Linked DNA regions of Anas platyrhynchos: region 2 is linked to region 1. The links are chromatin contacts, called in public Hi-C maps. All regions are on one chromosome and are shown on one strand. The core of a region is the stretch at or near the end of the contact, and the rest is flanking DNA. Distances in the headings are between cores, read along the strand shown.

Evidence for each region. A called contact is a pair of places that touch in the nucleus more often than the background predicts.
Region 2: a contact with region 1 is called in a Hi-C map of skeletal muscle, with 2.0 times the contacts expected there. The contact joins the promoter of RNGTT here to the promoter of UBE2J1 in region 1. A contact is called at or near these places in 2 of 8 Hi-C or Micro-C datasets (skeletal muscle and subcutaneous adipose tissue).

Annotation. Positions count from the first base shown.
Region 1 is chr3:82,545,458-82,552,168 of IASCAAS_PekinDuck_T2T, forward strand. UBE2J1 (ubiquitin conjugating enzyme E2 J1) reads left to right here and starts at 4,130. Exons shown (of 8, transcript XM_027454909.3): 1 at 4,130-4,302. The coding sequence starts at 4,272.
Region 2 is chr3:82,705,028-82,711,738 of IASCAAS_PekinDuck_T2T, forward strand. RNGTT (RNA guanylyltransferase and 5'-phosphatase) reads left to right here and starts at 4,110. Exons shown (of 16, transcript XM_027454920.3): 1 at 4,110-4,325. The coding sequence starts at 4,262. It overlaps LOC106014820 (a long non-coding RNA gene), which reads left to right and starts at 276. Exons shown (of 3, transcript XR_011808465.1): 1 at 276-680; 2 at 1,101-1,252; 3 at 1,409-2,698.

The DNA of each region.
Region 1 (6,711 bases), core at 2,880-5,379:
GTGCTTACAGTGATCTGGTAAATTCTCCCCTCATTCTCTTTGTTCCGTTTCTGAAATAACACTAATTAAAAATCAGTTGGCAAAGCCACCAGTTTTGTGAGATAGTTGTTTTAGAACTAGGCTCGATGAAAAGGCAGTAATTGCTTTCCTGAGAAGTTCAGTGCATCTGTGCAATTATTACAGGGCACTTTGTTACACAACGCTACGCTCGTTTTATCAGCGAGGAGGAGGTGCACTGGTATCCCGATTTACCAGGTCCGAATTCACGGAAAGGATTTAAAAGCTAAGGCTGTATTAGTCATCAAGGAGCACAAAGCTAAGGCTGTATTAGTCATCAAGGAGCACAATGATGATTTCTCCTCCAAGTGAGTCATAGCAGTTCCCACTGTTAAGGCAGACACAGGAATATTATATTCCTTAATTCCATTAGTGTTTGATTCTGCAGCCAACTGTCTGCATCGAAGGGGTAGCATTATAAATGAAGCAAACTAGTCTACATTTTGAGAGTTTGTGAAAGAAGGGTATGAATGCTTCACACAAAGGACTATTGTATTTTCCTCTGTGATCTCAGGCTTTCTTTAGAAGAAATGATTTGTAGCTGAATTTATGAGGTAGCATACAAAGCATATAAAAACCACTACGAACTGGCTTTAAACATTCAATTAATGTGCAGTATACGCCTTTGAAATATAGCTTACCTCACACAGTTACATGGCCTGCACAGATAAATGAATAATAGTTTAACGCCATATTAGCCAGTTAATTCCCTAAGATCTACAAGAAACTACAACAGAGAGAGACATCAGGAGTAACTCACACTTCTTGGAGTCCATCTTCCCCCAACTCCGCATGCAGAACTTTGTGATCCCCATCCCAAGTTGCTGAACTCTCTTCTTGGCCCTTTAACGTTAGTTCAGCAGGAGTCCTACTGTTAAAAATAAGTTAAATGTTTGTAATTCTTCTAAACTGAAGGGAAATGCATTTGTATCAGATATAGGGAGCTATATATATCATATACAGCTATGCATACATGTGAAAATACCTAACTATAGCATTAGGCTGCCTAAGCCTCCTTTGTGTAATGCAAAGAACCCCGGTTCCATTAACTTTTAACGTGTTACTCACTGGATCAACATCTAACATCTGTTTCTGGTCGGATTAACTGAGCTATAGATGTTCCTGGTTCTCTCCACTGTCCATTCAACGAGCCTCTGGTAGTCTCAGAAATGTTCATCCATCATCTGCAGTTATCCAGGTTGATTCTGCCCACATTTACGCTCTTTCTTTCAGGGTAAGAATGGGTGCATTTGAAGAACTATGCCTTTTATCATGTGTTATGATTGTCGTTAATGCTGTAGCATCTTTTGCAACAGAAGGGTATGTTCCTTTGCTCTGAAGCTAGGTGGTCATCTCAGCATCTTTCTTCCAAAAGAAAAACAGTTCAGTACTTCACAGCTGCAGAAAAGTACTTAGAAACATGAGCAAAAACATTTTTCTTAGAAACTAGAAATTAAATACATCTTAGAAATCAGTGGCGGTTCTTTTGTCAAACTGAGGGCGTGCCTCACTGTAAGGATTTACTGAAGCCAAGCAGTTTTTAATATATTGACTTGTCAAAGCTGATTATTCTAGCTGTTCTGCAACCGGTTTGGTGAGGGTTGTATAAAATCTGTCTGCAAGGATTTAGCGCAGTATTAAATATGGAAATATTTGTCGTAGCAGTGGTCAGGCAAACTTTCAGTTTCCATACGCTTCAGCTGAGCATGTTTAATTTTTCACCAAGTTAGATCATCTGACAGGATATACAAGCTGCCTTATGCGAAGTGCTGTTAGCGCGTGGGATTCGACTGCAGTTTTGCTACTATATTTGGCGTTTTGTTTTAAGAAAAAATGTTCCAGAACAAAATGGCCCCTCCAAGCAAAAGCCTAAACAAAAGGGAGGTGAAAACACAAACCCAAACCGAGACAGGGCATTGGTGGTCACATGAAGGAAGAGGAGGGAAGCTGACTCTGCGTTGGCAACACTGAGTGTGCCAGAGCCCTGCACTGCTTGCTCCCAGTCTGTCACCAGCAGCTGGGGAGCTAAGCCCCAGATTTCTGTCCGTGCACTGAGTTACAACACCGCCTCGCAGGTATCGGGGATTTCAAAACCGTGGCACCTGGCAGCATTCATTGTCTGTCATTCCAGACTGCTAGCTGTGTAATATGTCTGGAAATAAAAGCAGTCTCCTGCTGCTGGCTCTGTGGGATTTCACGTGATTGCCCAGCGCCAGAACAGGCCGTGATGTCACTTAATTAAATGGAAAAAACATACAACCCGTCAGTGAATTTCTGTTACTTCACGTTTGTCTATTCAGCTTATTTTCAATAGTGTTTAGCTGCTATGTAGTCACAGTGACTGTGTTTCTATTTTTGGCTAAAAAACCCTGTTTCATGTTAGCTACAGGTGCTTCCTTTTCGAAATATATGAAATTACATCGCTGCCAGATTCAAAACCAGAGCCCAAAAACCAGAGCCCAGGAGAGAAAGCTGAACTCTGTATTGCTCTGGTATATATCTCTATAATCTCTATATATTGCTCTAGGATGTATCACTCCTCGATTGATGCCATTATTCACATTATTGTGCCATTATTTGAAATACTTCCTATCAAAGCAGATCCCGAATTCTTTTTACATAGAATTCCAGATTTCTGAGTGCAAAATACTACTGCTGCTTTGAGGCAGGGCAAGATTTAGTCCCAGAGAGTCCCAGAGTCCCTGCTGCACAGCAAGGTGGCTCGGACAAGTGAGGAAAGACGGGACGTAACAGCTAGAAATGATCAAAATGGTTCCCAAACGTGACACCCAGGGCATTCAGCTCACTGTCTCAGGAAGTTGTGTCAGCTGTTGTTAATGAGAAAAGCTGAGATGTCACCGAGACATGTTGGCTGTTAAATATCCCATGGGGTGCTTTTGGAGTACAAGGGAATCCCAAAGCCATTCCTTCCCTTCTGCTACACGTCATTTACTCGTTATTTGTAGAGTTTTCCCCTGTAAAAAGGAAGTTCACATTTCCCTTTTGAAAATGCACTTACTCAGTAAGATGGAGTCAGGTTACTTTTTTTTAATTTTTTGCTCTTACCACAATGTCACTGCACAATAGAACAGGAAAGGGAAGTGTAACACCTTATTTTGCAATGCTGAGAACATGAGGAGGTGTGCAACTGTGTATTATTCTCTGCATCATCTGTATGCAACTTTTTTTTTTTTGTTTACAACTGCTTTTTGTTGCTGTTCAAGCAAAGAAGGAAATTGGAAAAGAGAACTAAGACATCAAAATGCACCAAAAATTAGTTTCACGTGGAAGAAAGGGATATAAAAGTGGCCTAGACAAAATTAAGGAGAATTTCTGAACTAGAAACAAGGGTGTCAAGCTCATGTTGTTGAAGACAAGCATGTAAGAGCTCAGACATGTTTCTTCATTCGCAGTGAATTAAAGTGAAACTGAGACTGCTGAGAACACGAACTCTTTAATTTGGTATGCATTTCCTTAGCTGTAAGTTGTTACAAGTGCTATCCCAAGTGGATTGTGGCTGTTACCAAGCAGCAGAGAGACCAAAATTGTAGATGCAAATAAAAAAATTCCTTTGGCCTCGTGACATGGTAAGGGGGATCTGCCCATCAGGCCGAGCTTTGCTTTGACTGGTAATTCTTGCCTAAACTAATTGGTGCGTGGCACTATTTTAGCCTTGTGTGATAAGCAAGAAAACGTGGTGATAGTAAATCTTACAGCTAAATCTTTTTGGATGAGGCGTCGGTGGGGCCTGTGAGGGCTGGAAGTGTTTTTTAAACCACTCTGCTCTTGATATGAGGTCCTCGGGCTCCTTACAGCCATTAGGGTCGGAGGAGACCTCCGAGATCCCCTGCTCCACCACCACTATCACCCACTGACCGTGTCCCCAAGCACCACGTCCAGCCTCTCCTTCAACACCCCTGTGCCACCTCAGGGATGCCACCTCCCTCTACCTTCCTTCCAGAGGAATAAAAACAAAAACAAAACAACAAAAAAACAAACACCAGGCGCTATGGCCGCAGCCCGGGGGCGGTGCTGCTGAGGCAGGTGCCTCCCTCCGCGGCCACGGCGGGGCCGCTGCCACGTCAGGGGAGTTTCCCGGGGCCGGGCTCTGCCTTCCTCCTCCTCCTCCTCCTCCTCCCGTCCCTCCTTCTCCTCCTCCTCCTCCTCCTCCTCGTCGCTCGTCCCCCGCTGCCGGCGCCGCGCTGCCCGCCGCCATGGAGGGCCGCTACAACCTCAAGAACCCCGGTAAGGCCGCGGGCAGCGCAGCAGGGACCGCCCGAAGGGCTTGGGGGGGAGCTGGGGCCGTGCCGCAGCCGCCTCCTCTCCTTTATCTCCTCTCCTTTATCTCCTCTCCCGGCTCGGCTCGGCTCGGCTCGGCCCAGCAGCCCGGTGCTGTGGGGCCGGGCTCTGCCCGTGCTCCCCCTGCCCGCTGCAGGTGCTGGCGGCTCCGTCCCGCAGCCCTGCCGCCGCGCTGCGAGGCGGGGAGGGGCTAGGCCGGTGTCAATGGCAGGCTTGCTGGCACAGCAAGCTCCCGGGTGGCCGACCTGTTGCTAAAGTGTGTCTTCTGCCCCCTCCCTCTTCCTCTTCTTCCTCCTCCTCCTCTTTCTCCTCGTCCTCACGCCCAGGTTGCATAACTGGGCGATGGGGAGCGCAGAGCGAGCGGTGCTCTCCTCGCGTGTATCCAGCACCGCACTGTGCCCAGGGGAAGGCTCGGTGCCCCCTTCCCTGCCTCCCACATGCTGGGCATGTTGGCTGTGGGAGCTGCCAAGGCCACCCAAACACCCTCACCACCCCTGGTGTGCCACGTCACTGGGGATGGTGGCGGTGACCTGGGTGGTGTGCCTGTGGGAGCTGGGCACAACCCACGCGTGGGTTCCTTGGGGAGAATTTTTCCTCTCCGCTGGTACCAGCTCCTCTGGTTTTCAAGGCAAAAATCCCTTTGCTGAAATCAATTTTTGCCACCTGTGCAGCTCCACAGCAAACAAACCTCGCTTGGGACAGGCAAATGATTCATACAGTGGGTCAATACCACTTCCCCGAGTCAGATGTGCTCCGTGGCATATGGACAGTGAAGGTCTACATGAAGTCTATACAAAGTTTGTTTTGTAAAACACTTCAATATTCACTTAATATGTTGGAGTCTTTCATTAAAAATACAGGAAAAAGGTATTCAGTACCCAAAAGATTCAGAATAAATCTTGTTTCTTCAACTGTTATTGGCCTTTAAAATGAGTTGACTGGGTTGTACACAGCCGTTGCCCTTAGCCTACCACTTCTTTTTGCTAACCAGGTATACACGCGTATGCAGTTACTTAATCTTTCTATCTGTTTTACAGATTTGTTATGGTTAAATGTGCATTCTAATATCCATTTTTATACTTGCCCATTCAACCGAAGGCTGAAGATAGAAATGTAGAATGCCCTAATCTTACGGTGGCTTTAATTAATGTAAACATACTGAAATACTTAATAACAAATCCACCGTGTTTACCATTTCAAACAGTGACAGAAAGTAACTGCTCTGTACCTGCAGGAGAGGCTTTGCCTGTTGAAATCTTCTGGACTTGAGCAAACTCTGATTCCAGATGGTGACTACTGCCTGCTCAGTAGTTCTAAAGAGAGCAAATACCACCTACAATGTTTAGCATTTAGTATGGTACTTTAACAATTATGGTAGTTTTTTAAAAAAATGAGTACAATTAGAGAAAAGCAGTTTAAATAGGAAAACTTTGTTAGCAGAAACCTGTGCTTTTGTCAATCTTCTGAAGCCAGATTCTGCTGTAAAGCTGTGACACGAGCCGAAGTTCGTCAGTGATGATAACGTGGCTGCGTGGGCACCTCTTCTGCGAGTAGGTGTGCTAGACTGGGTTTGTGAACAAATATGCTTCCAGATAGACTACATTAAGAGCACCATTGCTACGCAGCTTTGTCCTGCTGCTGGCTGCTGCTAGGCCATATATTCATCTCCTTCCTTATCAGGGTTTCTCCAGTAGATGTTAGCTCATCCCAGCGCATCTACAAGGTGGTGTCTCTCCATGAGGCGAATTGAGTTGTTCCCCACCTGCTGCCTCTCTGATGAGCGCTGTGGCTGCTCTGGCACTTCTGCCTTATCCAGAGTCGTGTGGTATGACCACTGAGGGTCTGGGTTTGGGGTGCTGGCTTCTCTCGGTCACCCTGTTAGGGCAAGGGGGTACAGAGACATTCACCTGAAACTCTCTCCTCTCACCATTAATTTTTGGAAGAGGAAGAATTTCACACGCTGTGCTTCAGGGGTCTTTGTATTGCTTCAGCAAGGCAAAGCTTTTTAAGGTTTTGCTTCATATTTTTATTTCTATTCTTGGCACTTCTAAAAGGGCAAGCTGTTTTCTGTCTTTAGGATTCCGCAATGGATTAGTCAATGTATACGGCCTGCTACCGTATGGCCGATAAACCTCTCCCAGCAGTATTAAAGCTCGGCTGACCACAGCACAGACTTCATGCTCGCCATGCTTCAGGAACAGCCCTGTTGCTGAAATTTATAAGACACCTACTTGGAATAAGCGCTTGGCTTTTTTCAAACGCTGTGACCCTCAGGCTGCCACGAGGCAGACCCCAAATCTTGTAGTCATGCTTTTGTAGCAACAGGATTCCTCGGCCTCCTCTTTCACGTGGGAT
Region 2 (6,711 bases), core at 2,860-5,359, 160 kb after region 1:
TGGGCATGATTTAAAAAATGCTGAGCTCCTAGCATTTTCTTTTGATTTTTCATAAGAGTTGGAGCATACTCAGCGTGTTTTAATGTAGGTGTGTGTATTAAGTTCTTTAATATGTATGTAGGTATGTATTAAGTTTTGCAATAAGCATATGCAACCCCAATATTAACTTTCACTTAAATGTAAAAATATGCTTTCGTTGTACTGTGTTTTTTTTTTTGTTTGTTTGTTTTTTTTGTTGTTTTTTGTTTTTTGTTTTTCTTTTGATGCAATTAGAGTCTAAATGCTATTGGAATAAAACATGACTTACAGTATCAAAGAAGTTACAATATTTATTCAAACAGTGCTCACCCCTCCCCAAAAAAGCTTCATGCATGCTGAAAGTCATAAAGAAATATTGTAATTAGTCATACATGTTGTCACAAGTCAGACTGCTATGAACATAAAAAAGCAACAAGCAAGGAATGTATTAATTGCATCAGTAAACCAAAAATAAAAATACAGTTTGCTCTGTTACAATTCTTATATAATAGCTTACTAGTTTATGACATCAAGTTTCTTTTCAGGTGAAGACCTGTACCATGAAGTGGAAAAATAATCCTGCGTGAATCACCTTTGCCTGCATAGTTAGCATCTTTCACAATTACTTTCAGTGAAATAAAACCAGTTGCAGTCTCAGTTCTGTAAGTATGTTCTTAAAAATTAAAATTAATTTCATTTACTGAGAGAGTCAGAAATGTCTCTTTCAAAGAACATCTTGAGGAAAGGTTTCATTTTCTTATTATGTTCATTATTACTTTACAAAGTCATGGAAGATAATCCTATACTGAAGCAGAACAGTAATGGGGTTGTTGACATATCAGTATAGCACACTGTGTTCTTCCTTTAGGCAAAATACCTTGGTGGTCCACTTTGCCCAGAACAGGGCCAATGTAATGAAATTAGCTAGTTAGTTACAATATTAATATATTACATTAAAAAGGTAAGGTTATTCACCAGAAACAATTTGGATTAAATGTTCGGTTTGTAACTAGGAAAAAGATTTAAAGTGTGGTTTTTTGTGTCTTTTTTTTTTTTTAATCTTTTTTCTCAACTCATGGGAGAACAAAAACGCAGCTCTCCACTACCAGAAACAGTGCAGCTGAACTAAAATCATCAGAGGAGTCAACAAAGCCATGGTACAAGGGATGAACCTCATCCCAGAAAAATCATTTTGACCATAGCGTCTGCTCTGCCAGGAAAAGGATTTAAATTGGTGAGCAGAAACCAGTGAAGGTACAGGAATTTGAATACCTCTAGATAAAAAAGAATTGGTATACAGAGAAGCGCTGAGGGAATGTTATATCACAGACTATTAAAACACTTGTAATTTTTTTTTTTTAAATTAATTATTATTTTTTTTTTTTCAAAGCAATCCCTGAAAGAACCACTACATTCACCTGATTTTCCTGTTCAAACACAGCAAGTGCAGGCTTTTGAAAGCCACGTGGAATATCTGGGAACTCGGTGCCCTCTGCTGGTACATCAGGAAAAAGTGTTCTTAACTACAAACTCAGGCAGGAAAATACGGCTGTTCACAAATAAAGCTATTGATGCAACACACAAACCATCAACCTGTGCCTGTGTAAATTGTTTCAGAGTGTCTAACATGTCAGAGTCCAGTGTAAATTACATTTGCAGAATATGTAAGATGTCCATCCATGAGCTGTAAGTAACCTGCCATTTCAGGTCACAGTTATAGCATATTTACTGTTAAAATCTAGATGGATTTTACACTAACTGGAAACAGAACATCAGCAGACAGTCATCGTGCTGAATACTGGCTGTGACACCATTTTGTGGAAAAGATGGAAACAACCTTCTCTCTCTCTCCAAGAAACACCTTTCTCATTCTCAAACAGGCATCACAGTCATTGTTCTTGGTACGTGATGTGGAGCAAGATGGTAGGTGGCAAATAAAGCTCGATAGCGTGGTGAAGGTGCTCAGCTGAATCACAGAATCAAAGAATTGTAGGGGTTGGAAGGGACCTCAAGAGATCATTGGGTCCGACCCCAAATGGCTACGTGCATTACGCTGTTTGCCAGAGGGATGCCCTGAACCCTGCTCAGCCAGCAGGAGGTTAAACGCTGAGTGCTGTCTGGTGAAGCTCATTTTAGCTAAACTCTCTACCTTATGTTGAAAATTTCAAATATTTTATTTGCCTTGTGCGTTGCTGAATAAAAACATGTACATATACTCCCAGTTTAACTACACCTCTTTACATGAAAGTAGCTTTGCTCTCTGCAGCTGTTTTAAAAACCGTATCAGAACCTTACAGCTAGATGATGAGAATAGATTATTGCTCATTCATGAGATATTTTTGTACTACTCTGCACCTCTGAAAATGGTTTCGTTCCTAATTTTGACGTGCTGGTGACGGTAGTGTACTGAAAGCAGAAACTGGGACACTTGGGGTTGGTTGCTCTTGGCTTCTTGAACGCTCCCTGCACTCGTTTCGCTTTCTGTTCCGGCTGGTCTCTGGCACCACCTGGTGCCTGACTGCTGCTTGTTCTGCACAGGGAAAATCAACATCTGATTTCAAGCATCACGCAGGAATGTTTTAATGGACGTGTGTTGAACTGTTAAGGAAAATAATAGAAATAAATGGTCATAGAATCATAGAATATCCTGAGTTGGAAGGGACCCTTAAGGATCATCAAGTCCAACTCTTGACACCGCACAGGTCTACCCAAAAGTTCAGACCAATGGTCTTTCAGTGCAGCGAGGCTGTTTCAATTCTGACAAGAATTATAAGATTAATATATAGTTATATATATTAATAACAAATTCAGAAACTTGTAACATAGCATGAGAACATAGTGACTGCTACACAAACTAATTCACTGATACCTCAATTACTCGATTTAACTCAAGGGAGAGTTTGTAAATTATCCTCAATGAGAGGATATTGTAGGGAAGAAACTCTATCTAATCAAATCTAGAGTACTAAAATGCAGCAGGAAACATGTATGAAGCACTGAAATGTATTTAATGGAAAATAAGTTATGCTTCACTGAAACCACCTTAAATGGCTTTTTGTTTGTTTGTTTGAGGATGTAAGCAGACTGCTTTATGGCCACGGGGAGGTTTTGCTGGTGTTTGTGCAGAAACATAGCTCTTGTTATGTGCACATAGTCACAGGCGTGATCTTTCTGGCCGTGCCTGAAGGCCTGGTGCAGCGGCACCTCCCGTTTCCCCGATGCTCCATTTGCGTGCAGCTCAGGACATTTCCTGGCCTGGTGCATCCTGCTTTGGCAACCCTCATTTCCCTTTTCTTTCCAACAACATGCCCGGCCTCCCCTGAAGCCCACGCAAGCCTTTCTGCACACACGACAGCCTTTGCTGGCGCTCCAGCTTGTGTTGCACGAGCCGTGCCCACACATTGCCAGGAGAGCCGCTGCAGGCTGTTCCTCCCCGTCCCCACAGCCCTGCTGGAGGAGCTGGGGACAGTTTATCACATCCCCTTTGTGGGGCTGATCCTGGCCATGTCGGTGATCTTGTCTTGGCCATGTCTCTTTCGTGGACCAAGCAGCCCTGGGCTGGCCACTGGGCGCAACACATCCCCCACTCTCCACAGGGAACCTCCAGCCCCAGTGTGCCTTTTTATTATTATTTTTGGAGCTAAGGGAGGCCGGTATGTCTATTTATCACCATTTTCAGAGTTAGGGGTGACCACTATGTCTTTTATTATTATTTCTGGAACTAAGCGAGACTGGTATGTCTATTTATTATCATTTTCAGAGTGAAGGGTGACCAGTATGTCTTTTATTATTATTTTTGAAGTGGAGACTGATATGCCTTTTTATTACTATTATTTTTGAAGCTAAGGGAGACTGATGTGTATTTTACTATTATTTTTGGAGTTAAGGGGGAGTGATATGTCATTTTATTGTTATTTTTGGGGTTAAGGCGGACTGATACATCTCTTTATTATCCCGTGTGGGGTGAAAGCTGACCGAGGCGTGCTTTTATTACAACTTTAGCGGGCAGACCAGCCCTGAGGGATCCCTGCGGGGCCCTCGGGACCGGCTCCCCCCTCTCCCCTCACGGCCACCCCCGGAAGCGGAAGCGGCGCCGGGGCCGAGGCGGGGCCGGCTCTGAATGAAGGCGCCGCGGGCCCGGGGCCGGGGGCGCCGCTGAGCGCCGCGGGCCCGCACCCGGCACCCGGCACCCACCGCCCCCTAACCCCGACCCCATCCCCGTCCCCGACCCCCTGCCCCCGCCATGTCCTACAACAAGATCCCGCCGCGCTGGCTCCACTGCCCCAGGAGGGGGCAGCCCGTGGCAGGTGAGCGCCCGGCCCGGCCCTTTTGGGACCCCCCCCCCCCCGGCCCCTCGGCCTCGCCACAGGGCCCGGACCCCTCGGGGAGGCCGTGGGGAGGGGGTGGCAGCGACCTCACAGCTCGGCCCTGCCGCCCCAGCACCTGCCCTTCTTGTTGCCGCTGACAGCTGCTTGTAGGCTTATCCCAAACCCAGTCGGACCCCCCAGTAGGCTCAGTCTCGCCAGGAACATGCTTTATTTGGGATTTATGAGCGTTTTAGTGCCTCATCTAGTGTCACTGGTTTCCCTCAAGTTCTTCGTATTTCTCCAAGCTCGGCTTTATTAAATAACACTGTTATCTTCTTATCTCCCTTATCTCCCCCTTTTTTTTCCTCTGATCGCTGTATTGCCTTCTATCTAGTAATAATTATGGTACTGTGAGTTGTCAACCTTTGACCGTGACAAAAATAGACTAACGAATCTTTACTCCCTTTCTTCTCAGCAAGCTCTTGATCTCTAGGAGTTGTCGGTTTTGTTTGTTTCTTAAGCCGTGGCTGCTCCAAAAATTTGGCATCCATTAAGCCAGAACGTGGTCCATCAGCATGGCATCTGCTGTGCAGTGACTGCCTGTGTCTTTGCTCATTCAGTAGCTGCGAGGTAACTTTCCTGCTCACTGTGGTCGTACACAAAGAATTACTGCACACACACACATAAAAAGTTCATTTCTTTGGCTTCTTTATCACAATACATTCTTATATTAGTTCACTTAATTTTTAGTGTGTTTTTTGTGTGTGTGCAACTTAATCAAAAGTCATAGTATACCATCAGTCTTCTCTGCTCTTCTGTTACTGCACATTCAAACACATCTTACTATTTTAGTGGTGCATAAGCAACAAGAATGAATTTTAAAATTGTCTGCCAGATGTTTTATATTCCAGTTTTAATCAGCATTTCAAACAAATCTGTACGCATCTGTGCATGGCTTCCAATTAGACGGTATAATAGTCGTGATGTTGCTCAGCAAGGTTTGTCTGGCTTCTGAGGACCTGATATTCATCAAGTGTTTGATCATTCCCCTCTTGTCTTATGACTGTGGCATCTATAATTTTTAGGTGATCTCTATTACAAGAGCTAGTGAGGTCTGGAGCTCTTCTGCTGGCCAAGATGGGGTTCATGTAGGTTCCTTCTGAATGAAGCGAGTGGGTCTATGCCTCCCTCTGTTGTCCAGTTTACTTCTTTAAGTGGTGGCGTTCTGCTGCCACCGATTTTATGGAACATTTTCATGCCATGCTGTATTGTGGCAGCAGCTCAGTCACTTGACAAAAAGCTTTCTCTGAACTCAGAACTGAAGTTAGGGTTGCTTCAGCCTTCACATCTCTGTCTTTGCAGGTGCCTGCCCTGTGTGGCCCCCAAAGTCAGGTCTGTTTTCTCTCTGCCATAGAGAGTGTGAGCAAGATATTAAGGAACAGACATGAGAAGCGTTTTGGCAATGTCTAATTGGTTCCCATTAGTTGCAGAACTGCCAGTTATTATTAAAAAAATCTCTGTTACATGTGGAGATTACACCTCAGGTTCAGAAAGCTGCTCATCTATCCACTTGTGATCTGCTGATGGGTTGTGGTTGTTTTATATTCTTTCCTAGGCATCTGTTATTGACCTGATTTGGTGATGAGATACAAAGTGTAGTGGGTGCTTTGACCCACTGTAGTTGTTCTTGAGGCATAAGACTTACTTTTTTTTTTTTTTTATTGCAGATTTTACTATTTCATCTTACTGAAGTTCCCCTTGCTGAACCTTGGTCACTTTCCCTTGTGTTTAACCTTCCTAATCAATGTTCAGTCTAAACATAACCGTGGTCATAAATTATTCGTGGCTCCTGCCACGTTCTGAATTAATAGCTTCATGTCACAAAAAATTAGGCTACGTTACGGGTAGCTTTTTCACTGGCATGCTCTAGATAAAACCTTTAAGAAAAGATGAAAAATGTGTCTAAACGTGAATGTGTATTCAGGAAATTTGAATTCTTAAATTATTCACTTTGATTTCTCTCAGAGTTATCCACTTGATGTCCACACAGTATGTCTGACATACTGACTTATGTTTAGATTTATTTAGGATTAAAAACAGGTAAAAAAAAAAATAAAATACTAATCTTCAATCTTTCACACAGGCAGCTCTGATTTGGAAAATGGTCTTTAATATCCACTTTCCAAAACTATTTGCCAAATTTGAAATTAATCGTGGTAGTAGGTGGTAAGGTAAGTCAGGGTTCTGGTTATGTTTTGAAGTGTGAGAATTCAATCAAGGAATTATAATTTATTATTGTAGTTTAGTTTAGTTACACTAATGATTTTGGGTGCTTTGATGTTCGTGTAAGGTATTACCTTGCTACTGTCAGTTCATCTCGTTCAAT